Linked DNA regions of Mus musculus: region 1 is linked to region 2. Evidence: chromatin contacts called from public Hi-C data. All regions are on one chromosome and are shown on one strand. The core of a region is the stretch at or near the end of the contact, and the rest is flanking DNA. Distances in the headings are between cores, read along the strand shown. Region 1 overlaps Gm12059 (a long non-coding RNA gene). Region 2 has its middle 18 kb from the start of Gm12052.

Region 1 (2,700 bases), core at 118-2,617, 440 kb before region 2:
CCCGGCATGGTGGCGCACGCCTTTAATCCCAGCACTCGGGAGGCAGAGGCAAGTGGATTTCTGAGTTTGAGGCCAGCCTGGTCTACAAAGTGAGTTCCAGGACAGCCAGGGCTACACAGAGAAACCCTGTCTTGGAAGAAAAAAAAAAAAAGAGAAGCTTTTTGAAAACTCCTACTCTGTGGGAAGCCACATGTGCCGTTGCAGAGTGGCACTGACTACTGCTGGCCACCACGCATAAGATTGGACAAACAACCAATGTGTACATATGCAGTAAAGTTTTTTGCAAAGACACTGCCTGGCCCAGGCATGATAATGAGGTTCTGTAAGGTACGGAGAGTATAACCAATCAGATGTGAGACATGCAAATGAGGTATGATAATGAGGTTCTGTAAGGTACTGAGAGAGAGTAGCCAATCAGATGAGGAACATGCAAATGAGGCTTAGTGCATAACCAATCCGGGTGTGAGACACGCCCCTCCTAGGCCTATAAAAGCAGCACCAGTTCTTCCTGGCCAGTCGAGCGCGTGCAAGACTACTCCTTTTAAGTAAACTTCAAATGAAGTAAACGACATATGTGCACATGTACAATAAAAACCCTGCAAGTGTATACGGAAATGCAATCAGGTAAGCAGGGAGTTGGAGAGGGACGGAAGCTTGATTAGGTATGCCTACCACAAAGTTAAAACCTTTCACAAACTAAACCTTACTGGCTTTAATAGCCAAACGATTTTTGCAATCTTTAAATAAAAGTTAATATTGCTAATATACAAAAGCACTGTAAGTTTTAAAAATGTTAATACCTCGAATATAAAGAAAACAACTTATAAGCAAGGAATTCATAAAGAACCAGTAAGTATATGGAAAGTATTCAGTTTTATACCTAGGTAACAAAATGCAAATTCATACAAGAGTCTGACAAAAGGCTGACTAGTAACAGAATGATTCATGCTGTCACGCAGCATTCTAATACTTACTGGGAAAATGCATTTTAATAAGAACACTTCTAGGAAGCCTCTGTTAAGGTTCAGAATCTTACAAATGGGCATTCCCTTTGATCTAGCAATCTATCACTGCTTGTAGAAATGAAAAATTGTAAATACCTTAAAAGCCCAGTAACTATGGGTTCTTTAAACAACTAGAATAGCCATACGACCACTTAAAATGTATCTAAGACCTGGAAAAACAGGTACCAAAAACCCCTTTGTGCATATTTGAAAACTCTACATTTACATAGCAGTATGACAATACCCTCATCCTTGTGGGTTTTGTGTCCCACTCTGGTGGGCAGAGCCACCTTAGGTAGCCCAGGCATGTCTCAAGCTGACCTTGACTATACCTTTGGTTCCCAACGTAGACGATTACTTCACTTAATTTCCCCCACTCCGTGGTTTTTGACACAATCTCGGTATGTAGCCCAAGGTGGAGTAGAATTCGCAGTAATCCTCCTGCCTCAACAACGCCCGTCATTTTTTTTTTCTTTTATTGCTTAACTATTTCGGATATAATTGTGTACTGTTGGAATGCTGTTCGCATAGCAAACTGAATTTTTTTAACGCATTATTTTTAAAACGAGGCGATGAGAGAGGCGTTGCCAGCACCATGCCGGGCTCCGGAAAGGTGAAGGGCTCAGCGCCTTAGAAACAAGCCCCCGCACCAGGGGATTAAGGGCCACGGGGGATGGGGGGGAGCCGTGACGGCTGAGGGAGGGACCTCTAGCCTTCTGAGGAAGTGCGATCCCTCTTCCCGCTGGAGTGCGCGCCGCCCGCGCCTTTATTGCGGAGGTGTGGAGAAGAGCGTGGGAACAGCACGCAGGACAGCCTCCCGCTCCAGCGTACAGGGCGGGCGCCGTCAGCGCCGGTACCAACGAGACAGGACCGCGCTGCGTGCCTAGAGCGGCCCTGCCGCTGTGCGCGTGTGCAGAGGCGGTCCAGCCCGGTGCGCTCAGCGCTAGTGGGCGAGGTGATCTGTACCCTGACTGAAGGTCTAGGGCAGTGCTGACGCGAGTTCGCAAGGCGCGTTCGTGCTCCTGGTTGGTAGGACCCAGGGGCAAGCGAGGCTTTCCTCAGAGCCCTAGGATGGGAGGTGGAGGGAGACGAGGCCAGGTTCTGCAGAAAGAAGGCTCAGGCTAGCCCTTGAGGAAGAGTGAGGAGCATCGGGACAAAACGGCCATCCTCCAGACCCAGACGCTGAGTATGGAGACACCTCGGCCAATCACTCTATTGGAAAACCAAATAGAACAAACCTGTTTGGGATGAAGGTTGATAACCAATTTGGAATGATGTGTGTTGAAACGAATGGATTTTGGTTTTGAGGCATTAGCAGGACATTTGAGTAGAAGAGCTGATAGGAGATTTGTTTTAGAAACTGGGTTTACTCTGTAACCCAGGTTGGCCTGGAGCTTAGTTTTCTCGGCTTCTCAGAGCAGAATTCCCGCCTTGTGCCGCCACGCCTGGCTGAAGTTTGGGAACATGGACTGTGAATGTAGAATGTAAGGTGTAGTCTGCAGCTCAGGAGAGTCAGCTAAGTGACAGTTGTCTATAGTCATGTTTACAGGCTCAGTGTTTAGTCCCTAGCAGAAAAAAATTGAAGTAAAGCAATGTAAATGCATTGTCTTGACTAAAAAACTCCATAGGGATTGAGTGGTAAGTTTGACATAAAACTATATATAATTTCACAGAGCAGACAAGAATCATGAAGTTT
Region 2 (2,700 bases), core at 36-2,535:
TTCACACCTCCAATCTGTCCTCCAGGTGGGCTTGTGCAGTTGTTAGAGCTGTGTGAAACAGCATTCTGGGACCCATGTTCCTCTCTGCCTCCATCCTTTCTTTCTCCTAGCATGAATATCTTGGGGGATTCTAATCTCATGGCGACCATTATTTCACTAGAGAGATATACAGGACCTTGTGTGTGTGTGTGTGTGTGTGTGTGTGTGTGTGTGTGTGTGTGTGTGTTCAGAATTGTCTAGAATAGCTTCACCTGTCAGGGGCTGGAGATGTAACTCAGCTTGCAGAGTGCTTGTGTGGCATGCAGAAGAAGCCGGGTTCAATCCTGAACACTGAAGAAACTATGAACTGGGTGTCGGTTGTGACGTGCCCATAATCCCAGCACGTTGGAGGTGGAGGCAAAAATCATCAGGGAAGTTAAAGGTCTTCTTCAACTAGAGAGTTTGAGGTGGGCTTCGTATGCATGGGACCGTGTCCCAAAATAAGCAAACAAATAAATAAAATAGAATATTTTTGTTCCTGCTAAGATAGTTACAATATAGACGATATAAACTGTAATGGGAACGACAACATGTTTAACATTAGGAAATGAGGCGGGGACATCAGCCTTTCAGACAGGGTAGATTTTCCTGAGAAGGTGGCATTTGTGCAGAGGCCTGAGAAAACAGAGAGAAGGCCAAGGGGACATTTGAGGGAGGGCTGCCCAGCTCTCCGCAGTAACTCCAAGGGTGAGTTATCAACTAATAGGAGTCAGCTGACCAGGTGGACTGGGGCTAGGCTGACAACCTTTCTGTCACTAGTCCCCAAAGCTCCCCCTCCCCCCTCCCCACCAATACTCCCCTAGCAGAGCATGTGGGAAGTCATTCTGGATTCTCAGGACCTTTGGCAGACCACAGTCTGACACTGACTCTGGACACCGGAAACCCAACGCACTTCACTGAGCGTTCTCTCTGCCCCAGTTGTTGGCTTCCTTCCTTCTGTGCTGGGTGATGATTCTACAAGCCTGCCTTAGCTTACATTGAAGGCCCCAGACCATCATCTGAATGTCTCCCTGAGCCAGCCAAGTTTTTAAAAAAATATCTTGAAGCAATTATTTCAAAATATAATCCTACGTAGAAAAATCTAGCTAGCGGCCAGTTCCTGTCCCTGGCAGATTATTTAGCGCTTCTCCTTGCTGTCAACAGACATACTTTCCAGGCTTGCTCCCCGGGCATCACCCACAGCACAGAACGGGGGCGGGCTGCAGGCAGACCCGCGCCATTTTCCCGAGGACTCTGCTTCTGCCGTCAGGAAGTGCGTTGTTTACAGCTGGAATTGTTCCGAGCCAGATCGCTATCTCCACTGTTCCACACAGGAATCCAGGAGTGTGAGCTAAGCATTTGCTGAGTGGCCTCTGGGTAGATGAGGGGACTGGTCTCAACAGGTTACTTGACTCAGGTCAGAAAAACTTGCAACAAGAAATCTGAGAGCTGCGGCTGCATCCATCACGCCCATTTCAGTCTTGAGCAGCTGAGCCTGGGCAGCTTTTTCCAGACAGCTTTGGAAAGCCAAACTCAAATGACCGCTGCCGAACTAATAGTAATAATAATGAAAAGAAAGGAAGGAAGGAAGGGAGGGAGGGAGGGAGGGAGGGAGGAAGGAAGGAAGGAAGGAAGGAAGGAAGGAAGGAAGGAAGGAAGGAAGGAAGGAAGGAAGGAAGCAAGCAAGGAAGGAAGCAAGGAAGAGAGAAAGAAAGGCAAATCCAGAAAATCCCATGTGGGCGTTGGGTCCCAGCTTCTCTGTGGAGCTAAATCTTTTCCAAGGCTGCAGCAGCTACTTTATTTGGGCATGTTCCTGACAGGAGAAGCTGGGATGTTTCATCCAAAAGGAAGTCAGTCGTCTGAAGGGAAGGACAACTTGTTCCTTGTAACCTTCAGTGTAGGACAACTTCAGCTGAAGGCAGCTGTGTGCTCCTGCTCTTGGCTTTTGCCGAAGAACTGACTCTTGCCCAGAGGGACTTGTTCTGACGGATGCTATCACATGCCTTGTGTCACTGCCTGAGTCTGGGGAGAGGCAATATGGAGCATTCTTCTAGCCAGGCCTGTGCCTGGGCCTGTGTGTGAGCAAAGAAGGCTGGCTAGCCATCCACCGCCTTGATGTGAATCCAGCCGATCAGCTGCCATACCACTCTTACCCACAGTCCAATCATTGGCAGCCAAGGAGTGGAATTATTGATGTGTCCTTTCCTTGCTGCCAACCTCCAGCAAGGGTCCCCATGGCCTCTGCCTTTGTAGGTTTTCACGTTCTGGAAGGTGAGCCTTGGGAGAATAGTATGGCCTAAGACAGGCAGAGTTGGATTAGTGAAGGATTCTTGGATGCAGCCGTGGGACTGTAAACAGCTGCAGCATTTCACAGATCCCAGTGTTTTGGATGAAACCCACCCCAGGCATTGCTACAAATCACTTAGGGTTGAGGAAAAACCCCTTTCATTCCTAAAAGCCCTGCTAAGGGATAGAAATAATACTGTCACCAAGCCTCCGAAGACTTTTTAAGGAACATACGTATACACACATACACACACTCGAATTAAAAAAAAGAAGAAAGAAGAAATTGTGTATGTGTGTGTGTGAGTGAGTGAGTGTGTGTGTGAGTGTGTTGTGTGTGTGTGAGTATGTGTGTGTGAGTGTGTATGTGTGTGTGTGAGTGTGTTGTGTGTGTGTCCC

What was found. Hi-C and Micro-C count contacts between places; a contact is called where the count stands out from the background.
Region 1: a contact with region 2 is called in a Hi-C map of the N1E-115 cell line, with 8 times the contacts expected there. The contact joins two enhancer-like sites. A contact is called at or near these places in 10 of 484 Hi-C or Micro-C datasets (the N1E-115 cell line, adipose-derived mesenchymal stem cells, cerebellum and 6 more) and 4 of 115 datasets of contacts at active chromatin or transcription factors (astrocytes, embryonic stem cells and pancreatic cancer cells).

The regions. Positions count from the first base shown.
Region 1 is chr11:23,067,043-23,069,742 of GRCm38.p6, reverse strand. It overlaps Gm12059 (a long non-coding RNA gene), which reads right to left. Exons shown (of 2, transcript XR_872307.2): 1 at 1,326-2,700. Among named protein-coding and RNA genes, the nearest start is that of Gm12059, 3.3 kb to the right of the region's middle. Within about 2 kb of position 1,367, at least 31 of the 459 cell types and tissues checked have an H3K27ac peak or open chromatin away from gene starts, as enhancers often do. A contact at or near this core is called in the N1E-115 cell line, where this site is marked.
Region 2 is chr11:22,628,411-22,631,110 of GRCm38.p6, reverse strand. No RefSeq gene overlaps it. Among named protein-coding and RNA genes, the nearest start is that of Gm12052, 18 kb to the right of the region's middle. Within about 2 kb of position 1,285, at least 106 of the 459 cell types and tissues checked have an H3K27ac peak or open chromatin away from gene starts, as enhancers often do. A contact at or near this core is called in the N1E-115 cell line, where this site is marked.